2 separate regions of the Pan troglodytes genome follow, and region 2 is linked to region 1. Evidence: chromatin contacts called from public HiChIP or PLAC-seq data. All regions are on one chromosome and are shown on one strand. Each heading gives the region's core, a stretch centred on a gene start, on an enhancer-like site or on the middle of the called end of the contact. The rest is flanking DNA. Distances are from core to core; before and after follow the strand shown.

What was found. HiChIP or PLAC-seq counts read pairs in DNA pulled down with a chosen protein or histone mark.
Region 2: a contact with region 1 is called in an H3K4me3 HiChIP or PLAC-seq map of stem cell-derived excitatory neurons, with 13 times the contacts expected there. The contact joins two enhancer-like sites. A contact is called at or near these places in 3 of 7 Hi-C or Micro-C datasets (blood, induced pluripotent stem cells and stem cell-derived neural progenitor cells) and 1 of 1 datasets of contacts at active chromatin or transcription factors (stem cell-derived excitatory neurons).

The regions. Positions count from the first base shown.
Region 1 is chr19:94,647,042-94,652,691 of NHGRI_mPanTro3-v2.0_pri, forward strand. SLC38A10 (solute carrier family 38 member 10) reads right to left here. Exons shown (of 16, transcript XM_016933156.3): 12 at 4,475-4,642; 13 at 3,597-4,085; 14 at 2,903-3,022. Among named protein-coding and RNA genes, the nearest start is that of TEPSIN, 14 kb to the left of the region's middle. Within about 2 kb of position 3,515, at least 7 of the 24 cell types and tissues checked have an H3K27ac peak or open chromatin away from gene starts, as enhancers often do. A contact at or near this core is called in stem cell-derived excitatory neurons, where this site is marked.
Region 2 is chr19:94,888,267-94,893,916 of NHGRI_mPanTro3-v2.0_pri, forward strand. It overlaps the pseudogene LOC101058599. Among named protein-coding and RNA genes, the nearest start is that of ACTG1, 26 kb to the right of the region's middle. Within about 2 kb of position 3,330, at least 20 of the 24 cell types and tissues checked have an H3K27ac peak or open chromatin away from gene starts, as enhancers often do. A contact at or near this core is called in stem cell-derived excitatory neurons, where this site is marked.

The DNA of each region.
Region 1 (5,650 bases), core at 2,265-4,764:
AGGAGGGAGAAGGAGGGAGGGAGGAGGAGGGAGAAGGAGGGAGAAGGAGGGAGGGAAGAGGAGGGAGAAGGAGGGAGGGAGGAGGGAGGGAGGAGGAGGGAGAAGGAGGGAGGGAAGAGGAGGGAGAAGGAGGGAGGGAGGAGGAGGGAGGAGGAGGGAGAAGGAGGGAGAAGGAGGGAGGGAAGAGGAGGGAGGAAGGAGGGAAGAAGAGGGAGGAGGAGGGAGAAGGAAGGAGGGAGAAGGAGGGAGGGAGGAGGAGGGAGAAGGAGGGAGAAGGAGGGAGAAGGAGGGAGGGAAGAAGAGGGAGAAGGAGGGAGGGAGAAGGAAGGAGGGAGAAGGAGGGAGGGAAGAGGAGGGAGAAGGAGGGAGGGAGAAGGAAGGAGGGAGAAGGAGGGAGGGAAGAAGAGGGAGAAGGAGGGAGGGAGAAGGAAGGAGGGAGAAGGAGGGAGGGAAGAGGAGGGAGAAGGAGGGAGGGAGAAGGAGGGAGGGAAGAGGAGGGAGAAGGAGGGAGGGAGAAGGAGGGAGGGAAGAGGAGGGAGAATGAGGGAGGGAAGAGGAGGGAGAATGAGGGAGGGAGAAGGAGGGAGGGAGGAGGAGGGAGGAGGAGGGAGAAGGAGGGAGGGAAGAGGAGGGAAGAGGAGGGAGAAGGAGGGAGGAGGAGGGAGGGAGGAGGGAGAAGGAGGGAGGAAGGAGGAGGGAGAAGGAGGGAGGGAGGAGGGAGAAGGAGGGAGGGAGAAGGAGGGAGGGAGAAGGAAGGAGGGAGGGAAGAGGAGGGAGAAGGAGGGAGGGAGAAGGAAGGAGGGAGGGAAGAGGAGGGAGAAGGAGGGAGGGAGAAGGAAGGAGGGAAGAGGGAGAAGGAAGGAGGAAAGAGGAGGGAGAAGGAGGGAGGCAAGAGGAGGGAGGAGAGAAAAGGAGGGAGAAGGAGGGAGGAGGGAGGAGAGAAGAGGAAGAGGAGGAAAAAAGAGGGGGAGGGAGGAAGGAGCCATGCCACGTCCAGCCAGAAGCCATGTGGGACACATGTGAAGCACCGTGGAGGAGACAGGCTGTTCCTACAGCCAGAGCCCACCAAGACCACGGGGACTGGGCTGCAGAAGGCATGAAGCCACCCACCTGTTGAGACCCATGCAGATCTGTCAAGGTGGCCCATGAGGCAGCAGTGCAGGCAGCGCCCCCCCTTGGCTGGTGCCCTAAGCAGCCTGCGCTTAGACGCTTGCAGAGACCAGCTGCCCTCTGATGACAGGCAAGGCCACAGCAGGGCTGAGAAGGACCACGGCATTTATAACACAAGGGAGCAGAGTGGGCATCAGGACCCCGCCTGAGGGGCTATGGCTGAGCCTGGGTGCGTGCGCAGGTCTGGGGCCTGACATGTGTCCCCATGCAGGGCTGTCCCTGGAGCAGGTGTGCCACCGAGGGGCTGCGCTCAGGTCTGTGGCCCGCCAGACAGGCTCTTGACTTCGGCACACTCCTTTGGGTTCGTACCTGCTACTATCTTTTTAATTTCAGCTGCTCGTCCCGTTGAGAGGCATACGGAAGAAAGGCAGAATAGGAAACCGTGAAAAGTCTTTTTCAGAAAGAAGAAAATCAAAAGAATCAAACAGGTTCAGGTAACAGAGCATAGGAATTGGAACCAACAAACATGGCCAGACTAAAACCAGAGACAAAACCCCACATGCCCGAACTTCTGAAGCGGCTCAGAGCTCCGGGAGCCCAGGGGGTGCCTTTCGGCTCTGCCTTCCGTGCTGCAGGTGCAAGGAGGGCGAGCTGCACCTGGAGAAGCCAGCCCGCAGCGACTGGGACGTGGCTGCTGCACCTGCCCTCCCTCGGACCGGCTGTCCTGAGGCCACAGGGCAAGATGCGCGGGCAGGAAGCGTGTGTCTTACGAACATCCTGGGAGGTGCCCGTGCCAGGGCTGGCCCGGAGCTCCCACACCTGCTCCCAGGGGCTTGGCACAGGAGGCCGGAGCGGCTGTGCCCTGCGACCCCCACACAGATCCCTGGAACAGACCCTCTCAATGCTGAGGCACACGTGGACCCCGCATGGGGCAGGGTTGACCATCCTGAGAGAAGGCTTGGACACTGCCACCAAATGCACGTGACTTTTGGTGAGCGAGGGCTCAGCCACACACCCTCAGAGGGCGGGTGGACCCCTAGCCTGGGAGAGGACATGGCACAGAAGCCTGTCCCCAGCAGGCTCACAGACGGGGCTGCTGCTACCCAACTGCGTGAGGCCACAAGCAGGGGTCGCAAAAAGCCAACAGCTGGGACCCAAGGGGCGAGAAGTTTGGAGGAGGATTCAGAGCAAGTTTTATTCTCAGGAGAGCAAAGGCACAAGGAGCTTTCCTGGAGGGACAGGTGACAGATCCCTGTAGATGAACACAGCCGAGCTCCGAGGCCCGAGGGTGTGGGAGCAGTGCTCTGGGCCAGGGCTCTGCTAGGACCAGGGCGGGCACAGCCACCCCCAAACCGGGTCCCCTTGGGGCACAGCCTTAAAATAAACCTCCACATCTGGGTGCAGGCACGCCCACACCTGGCTGGCTTTAAATACTCCGAGTGTTAAAACTGTTAACAAACCTGCTTTAAAGACGGAATGGTAATCACAAGCCAAGTGACAATGCCGCAGGTGTTTTAAAGGGGAGTAAGGGAGATAAAACGGTAATCACAAGCCATGTGACGCTGCCGCAGGTGTTTAACGGGGAGTAAGAGAGATAAAAGGTTCCCAGAAAGCAAGCTGCTGATGGGAAGGGAGCAGAAAGCTCTCCGAGGGGTCTGCTCAGCAGGCGGCTGGAAAGAGAAGGGCGGCCTGGCAGGGCTCCCTAGGATGACCTGGGCATCACCCCAGGGCTGGGGGAAGGGGCTGCCGCTCCCTGGGCCTGAGGCAGGCGGCTGTAGGGCGGAGGCCTTACCCTCCAGCTGGCTGGCCGCCTGGTTTCCACCTGCTCGCTCCACGTCCCTCTGCTCGCGAGGCTCGGGCGGCAGCCCAGCCCCTGGAGCCGGCTTCTCCGCTGGGAGGGGAGGCTTCCCACCTGCACACACGGTGAAGACTCAGAAGGTTTTGTAGGAAAGTCAAGGGAGGGTTTGGGGGACAGAAGGCAAGGGTGGGACAAAAGGAAGTGGCAGATGTTTCTAAAGTGACACCCCCGTCAGCACAGTTTATATTCAACCTGATGATTACTAGCGAAGCAATAAAAAAATATTTAACAACCTCATAGGCTTGTGGCAATGAGCCAATGGTAACTGCCTTCGCAATTAAAATGCAAGAACCATCCTAAGCAGCTCTTAGACGGGCACTTAACAACGTGTTACCTGTCAGGCGCCCCCCGCGCCGCCCCCCGTGTGCGCCCAGACACACGAGCACAGCGCGGCACCTGACATTTAGTGGTCTGGCAAACAACTGTGTGACAGATATTACAGTAGCTGTCAGCCACCAGCCTCTTCCTGTCCCCACCAGCTGCCGGGGCCCGCTCCATTTGCATGCTAATCTGGTGCAGGGAGAGAGACTGGGGACTGAGGGAGCAACCATCGATTCTGCTGCCCCTGCCCAGCCTCCCCAGCCCAAGAGGGGAGTGTCTTCCGACACCAGCCCAGGCTGACACCCACCGTGGTCGCTGTCCTCTGCGGGCTGCCCTGTGTCCCCGGCGGCGTTGCCTGGCGGCGGTCCCCCCTCGGCCTTTTCCCCTCCACCCACCGCCAGGCCGTTCTGCTGCTCAGACAGCACTGCCTGGGGCCGAGGATGCAGGCCCCTGTCTCCTGGCCCCAGGTCCTCCTTTGCAGGCTGGACAGCTGGCTGACCATCTGCTTCTGGAACTTTCTGGGGATCTTCAGGAAGATCACCCGCCTCCTCCAAGGCCTGGGCCTGTCCAGGCCTCTTCCCAACCTCTCCCTGCTCCGGCTCCTGTTTCTCTCTTTCTGAGTCGGGCAGAGGCGGCGCCATCTGTCCCTGGACCCCTGGAGCCTTTCCACCCGCGTGTCTGGATGGAGGTTTGTTCTCTTCTGGCACCTCTCGGTCTTGGCCTTCATCTACCACCACCTTGTCGTGAGGAACAGGAGGCTCATGGCGGTGGGCCTCGCCCACAGGCACAGCAATCCCTGCAAGGGCACGGGGGACAGATGGGGTCAGGCTGAGGCCCCTCCTTCCCTTCCCAGGGAATTAGAACTGGGTTCTTCCCTGGGTTCTGGCTCCCAACAGTGTGACACAGGCCAACAGATACCACCTCCCCTGCCGGCCTCCCTGCTGCCTGGCCAAGCACAGCTGACGCTAAAGTTCAACAGGGGCAGCTGCAAACAAGTTGCTCTGGGAGGGGCAGGACATTCATCTGAATTGAAAGACAGAGAAAACAAAAAGGACCAGAACTTAGGCTGGGCTGAAGGGAAAAAGATACGCACAGCCCTGAGAGCCACGCCGCAGGGTGTCCAGCCTGCAAAGGAGGACCCGGGGCCGCCCTTCCCCGTCCGCACCCCCAGCCAGTGCCCAGCACCTTGCCCAGGGCGATCGAGCTGTGCCTCCTCCGGTGCCTCCTTGCCATCTTCCCGTCCAGGCACATCCACGGGCCCCTTGATCTGGGCCTGCTCCAGCTCCTCTCTCTCCTTCGGCAGCTTCGGCTTCTCCCGGCCATCCTCAGCCACGGCCACGACCGGATCCTGGGCTGGGAGCAGGGCACAGTCAGGGAACTGCACTGCCAGGCAGCTCCAGGAGTGGGGCAGCTCTCCCTGGACTGTTACCATATTTTCCAGCCAAATGGCAGAGTCAAAGCAGTTTTTTTTCCTGTTCGATCATTAGCAGCTAAGTAGCACAGAAAACTGTCATTTTTCATGTGTATTCACAACAAAAATACGTCAAAATGCGATTTACACCTAACTGGGGGCAGGGAGAACTAGACTCCATGTAATACTCAGTCATTACCACCAGATGGCGGCACGAGCCCACCGACCGACTCTCCCACAGTCCCCTCCATTACCATCACCTCCATCATCACCGTCATCACCGTCACCTCCACCATCACCGCTATCATCACCATCATCTCCATCCCTACCACCATCAACATCATCACCATCATCACCATCATCTCCATCCCTACCACCATCACCATCATCACCGTCACCATCATCACCATCACCGCTATCACCACCACCATCTCCATCCCTACCACCATCACCATCATCATCACCATCACCACTACCATCACCACCATCACTGCCAAGCCTACCATCATTGCCATCACCTCCATTATCGTCATCACCACCACCATCTCCATCCCCACCACCATCGCTGCATCATTGCCACCACCTCCATAATCATCACCTACATCACCGTCACCTCCACCGTCACTGCCATCACCTCCATCATCGTCGTCACCTCCGTCACCACCACCACCGCCGCCATCACCACCTCCCTGTCCCAGCAAGGCCATATGTCCACTGAGACAGGCGCTGCAGCCGAGGGGGACTCAGGTGAAGCTGTCTGAGGAAGAATTCACATAGAGTCCAGTTCAGAGCAGCAGATGGGGCCTCACCAGCTCCCATAGGAGAAGAAAATGGGGACAATTAGCTTAGCTTTCTACCAGCCTTCTAAGAGCAGCCTGATATGTTAGTCTAGGGAAACAGACAGTTACACTGTTGTCAGTTTGGAGTTGAGAGTCCTAGACAAACTGTAG
Region 2 (5,650 bases), core at 2,080-4,579, 240 kb after region 1:
TGCTCTGGTTGGGAGGAAAAAGCCAGCTCGGTTCCCGCCTGAGCCCCGAAGGGGCGGGGCTGGGAAGGGGGCCTGGCCAGAGGGAAGGAGCACTCTGGGTTGGGGGTGCTGGGGGAGCACAAAGGCAGGAACTGGGGAGCATAAGGCCAGGAGATAGGGGAGAACCTAGGCAGGAGCTGGGGGAGCAGCCAGGCAGGAACTGGGGAGCATCGAGGCAGGAGCTGTGTCGCGTGTTATCCCCGTCACGTGGAGTTGTGTGTCCTGCGAGGAGCACAGCATTTCAGGGCCTAGAGCCCCTCTCTGTACTGGAGCCGCCTGTGTGTGTCCATTCCGAATGAGCCATACTTCCCTCGCAGCTCTCCCAGTGGGATTAAGAACTGTTAGGCATACACCCGGTGAAGCATTGCTGCCCTTTCTGTTGGAGAGAAGCGGCCTTCTAGCTCAGAGAATAGCTGCTTCCTGGAACTGAAATCCTGCCGCATCCAGACGAAGAGCATGCTTGGAGCAGGCATCAGTGCACACACTGCTTCCGAAATTACAGCTATAAATTTTAAAAAAAATTTTTTTTCAAGGCAGGGTCTTGCTCTGTGGCCCAGGCTGGAGTGCAGTGGCACCACCATGGCTCATGGCAGACTCAACCTCCCTGGCTCAAGCCACGCTCCCACCTCAGCCTCCCAAGTGGCTGGGACTACAGACACATGCCACCACACCTGGCTAATTTTTTTTTTTTTTTTTTTTTTTTTTTTTTTTTTTTTGAGACAGAGTCTCACTCTGTCACCCAGGCTGGAGTGCAGTGGCGCAAACTCTGCTCACTGCAAGCTCCGCCTCCCAGGTTCACGCCATGCTCCTGTCTCAGCCTCCCGAATAGATTGGACTACAGGTGCCCGCCACCACGCCCAGCTAATTTTCGTATTTTTAGTAGAGATGGGGTTTCACCGTGTTGGCCAGGATGGTCTCGATCTCCTGACCTCATGATCCACCCGCCTCGGCCTCCCAAAGTGCTGGGATTACAGGCGTGAGCCACCACGCCCGGCCTAGTTTGGGTAAGTTACATTTTTTTTTTTTTTCTTTTTTGAGACTGAGTCTTGCTCTGTTGCCCAGGCTAGAGTGCAGTGGTGTGATCTTGGCTCACTGCAACCTCCACCTCTCGAGTTCAAAGGATTCTCCTGCCTCAGCCTCCCAAGTAGCTGGGATTACAGGCACCCACTATCACACCTGGCTAATTTTCTTATATTTTTAGTAGAGACAGGGTTTCACCATGTTGGCCAGGCTGGTCTCGAACTCCTGACCTCAAGTGATCGGCCCACCTCGGCCTCCCAAAGTGCTGGGATTAGGGGCATGAGCCACCATGCCTGGCCCATAATTTTTTAAACTGTGATACCTTTTGCCATTTTAACCATTTTTAAGTGTACACTTCAAAGGCATTGAGTACATTTACCATGTTGTGAGACTCTCAACACTATCCGTTTGCAGAACTTTTTTGTCATTCCAGAGACTATCCATTAAGCACCAACTTCCTTTTCCCTCTCTCCCCAGCCCCTGGCCTTGCCCTCTCCCCCGAACCCCTGGCAACCTCTTACCTACTTTCTGTTTCTGTACTTGCCTATTCTAGATGTTTTATAAGTGGAATCAGACAGACGTTGTCCTTTGTGACTGGCTCATGTCACTTAGCATAATGTTTTCAGGCCATCTGTGCGTGGTGTGCGTCAGAATTTCCTTCCTTTTTAACGTTAAATCATAGTCCATTGTATGGAGGGACCACATTTGTTTCTCTATTCATTTATGGATGGACACGTGGGTTGTTTCCACCTTTTCTCTGTGGTGAGTATCGGTTGTGGTCAACATTTGGAATAACTCGTGTTGAGCACACTGTTCGTGTTCCTGCCCCTAGTTCTCTGGGTGTGTGGCTGCGCGGAACTGCTGGGTAATTCTACCCTTCGCTCTTTGAGAACCGCTAATGTGTTTTTCACGGCGCATGCATTGTATGAGAGCTCCAATTTCTCCACATCCTCACCAACACTTACTGTTTTTATTATTGTTCTTGTTATACAGCTTTCATTTTTATAAAAAGCAATTTTTCTTTTGAGACGGAGTCTCACACTGTCACCCAGGCTGGAGTGCAGTGGCACGATCTCGGCTCACTGCAATCTCCGCCTCCCAGGTGAAAGCGATTCTCCTGCCTCAGCCTCCCAAGTAACTGGGATCACAGGCACCCGCAACCACGCCTGGCTAATTTTTTGTATTTTTAGTAGAGGTGGGGTTTCACCGTGTTAGCCAGCATGGTCTCAATCCCCTGACCTCGTGATCCGCTCACTTCAGACTCCTAAAGTGCTGGGATTACAGGCGTGAGCCACAGCCCCCGGCCCAAAAGCAGTATTTTCGTACAAACAATATACTAACGCTAACTGAAATAATTAACAAATTACAGAGATTAAAAAAAATTTTTTTTTTCTTTTTTTGAGACAGGGTCTCACTCTGTCGCCCAGGCTGGAGTGCAGTGGCACCACCTCGGCTCACTGAAACCTCTGTCTTGCCCAGGCTCAAGTGATTCTCCTGCTTCAGCCTCCCGAGTAGCTGAGATTACAGGCGTGCACCAGCACGCCCGCCCGGCTAATTTTTTTTTTCTTTTTTTTTTGTAATTTCAGTAGAGACGAGGTTTCACCGTGTTGGCCAGGCTGGTCTCGAACTCCTGCCTGGGGTGCTGGGATTACAGCCGTGAGCCACTGTGCCCAGTCAAAATATTTTTTATTTACCTCCAACCCCACCACCTAGAGATGACCACTGCTCATTTTTATTGATGGTATTTGGCAACAGGCTTGTCTGCTTTCTAAGCACTGTTGTTTTGTTTAGAGACAGGGTCTTCGCTCTGTGGCCCAGGCTGGAGCGCAGCGGTGCAATCACGGCTCACTGTAGCCTCCACCTCCCAAGCTCAAGCGATCCTCCCGCCTCGGCCTCCCAAGTGGCTGGGACCACAGGCGCGGGCCCCCTCCAGCCAAGCATTGTTTTTCTGACCCGCAGGATGGGAGCAGGGAGAGCGTGGCTGGCCGGGGGTCCACGGGGAGGCCCTGCGAAGGGCAGGCCCCGGCCAGGCGGGGCGCGGCTCCGCGTCTCAGCCGGCGCTTCTGCGCACGGGCTCACTACTGGGGGCGGCCGGAATCACGGACTCGCTGGCCTCGTCTCCGGAGCGGAGGCGGGCAGCTTGAAGGAGCGACCCCGTGGGCCGGCGCATCCCTCCCCAGGCCCCGAGACCCGGCGGGAGACGCACCCTCCCCATGCCTGGCCGCGGAGGCCCGCGCCGAGCCAGGAGCCGCGCATCCATTGGCCGAGAGCGCGGTCGCCCCGGCCAATCACAGGGCGGCCCCGGCGCCCCCGGGCGCGCCGTGGGGACAGAGTCAGGCGCGTGCGCACTCGGCCCTCCCCGGCGGCCTCCGGGCGGGACGCGGCGTCGGCATCTGAAGTTGGGGCTCCGTCCTGCCTCCCTGCGGGCCGGGAAAAGGGTCTCGCACTTGCGCCCCCCGCGGTCCGCGATCCCCAGCCGTCGGCCTAGCCCCAGGCGGGTAGATCCCGCTGTCCCCAGCCCCGGACCAGCCTCCTCCAGCTGCCGGGTGGAGAGGCTGGGGGGCTTTTCCCGAGGTCGGCGGCGAGGCTGAGAGAGCCCAGGCCCCGCCGCGCCCGAGGAGACAGCCCCTCGCGGGCTCTAAAGGCCCCGGGGCCTCCGGGGCCGAGTTGTGCTTGTTGCCGTTTCAGGCGCCGCTGCCCTCAGGCACCGTCCCCTCTGGCCCTGCCTTGGTCTGGGAGGGGTCGCTAAGGGGGCGGAGGGCGCTCCTAGGGGGCCCCCCGGATCTCCTGGCCTCGGCCCCCCCGGGTGGCCAGAGCGGGGCTCTGCACAAAGGCCTCAGGTAGCCGCGGCCTCGGTTCCGAGAAAGCCCCTCGCACTGAGCGGGCCTCAGCTGACCCGGGCAGCCTACTGACCCGACCCGGGCAGCCTACTGACCCGACCCTGACGCCCGGGCCCTCCAGGCCTGTCAGAGCCTCCAGGAAAGGAAATGGGCTGCGGGGCGCAGCGAGGCTGGACAGCGGGCGCTGGCCCAGGACTCCCCTTGCCCAGAGGAGAAAATGGAGGCTGAGCCTCCGGAGAGCCCAGCTCGATGCCAGGAGCACTTTGCAGAGGGACACGGATGGGGGCTGGCAGCACTTCACCCCTGTGCGGTAACGGAGTAACCGGAGCGCACTGAAGTCAGCAGCACCCCCACCCACCCACCAAGGCCACCGCCACCTCCCACCATCCCGACCATCCTTTGCTCCCTCAACCCTTGTTGCTGTGGGGCTTGGGGATATGTTGGATTCTCACTGGCCCGGAACTTTGCTCCCCAAGGGCCGCCTGGCTGTAGAGCAGAACCCCCAAGTCCTGGAGAGAAGGGCGGAGGCCGGCCGACCAGGAGCTCTGCAGAGGAGCAAACTCTGGCCTGCGGACCCAGGGCTCTCACCGGCATGTAAACCTCTGTGGTTCACAAGGCTTGGCGCTCCATGCTCTCTGCAAACTGGGCCTCATACCACCTGTCTGCCCTGCACCTGGAGAACTGACAGCGTACCCGCCCAGCACTGGCAGCAGAAGCTAAAGCATTCCTGGAACCCACAGGCCCCCAGCTAGCCTGACCCCCTGCCCCAGCCCCCCACGGCCCTGGCCTGGCCTCCCTGCAGCTCCCGGAATGCACCCAGGCTGTGCTGGCCCCGGGGCCTCTGCGTGCCCATCCCTCTGAGGACTGCTCTTCTTCTTGCTCTAGGCGCCTCCATCTCCTCCCACAAATCTTTGCTCACGTGTCTTCTCAGACAGCCCCCACACCCCTGTCTAAATGTTCAGTCCCCCTCCCCCGCTCCTCGGCCCCCTCAAGCCCAATTCTTGCTTGGGTTCTGGTAGCTGGTGCCCCCTTCCCTCCTGCTGCGGACCTGAGCTCTTTCTGCCCCTCTGTTTCCTGCTGCATCCTGCCTGGCTCCCAGGAGGCCTCTCTCAGCATTTTCTGACAACAAAGCCGGGGCTGCAGATCCCTGGTAAGATTCCAGGCTAGCATCAGCCCTCCTCTCCCGCACGCACCACAGCTAAAGCACACAAGGGCACCGCTGAACGCCACCACTCCCAGCTGCCAGAGTGCCGCATCCGTCGGCAAGGAAAATGGGGACCCTTCCATAGAAAACAGGCAAAGACTGAACAGACATTCACAATGGCCCCAAACAAATGGAAAGAAGCTCACGCCCTCCAAAAACCAAAGAAATGCAAATTCACACAGCCAGGAAGTGTCATTTCTCACCTTCCGAACTGGCAAACGTGGACCAAGGTGGTCCTGGGTGTTGGTGGGGATGCTGGCAAGGTGCTCTCAGGGAGGGAGGGCACAGCCCTGGGGGGCCATCTGAGCTTGTGGGGCACCTGTTCATGCTAAGGAATCAGGAGCCACGGCCCCCTGGGGACCCCATTAGCCTCGCTGTGGCCAGGCCCGGAGAAGCCCCTCAGTGTGAGGACACAGGAGCACTCAGCCCCAGGCAGACCCACAACCTGTTCCAGGGCCAGGACTGTTCCTTCCTGCCCCTAGCTCCTTCCCTGTCTCTCTGTCCCAGTGCAGTTAATACTGGATGTTTCTGAGTCACCAGCTGGAGG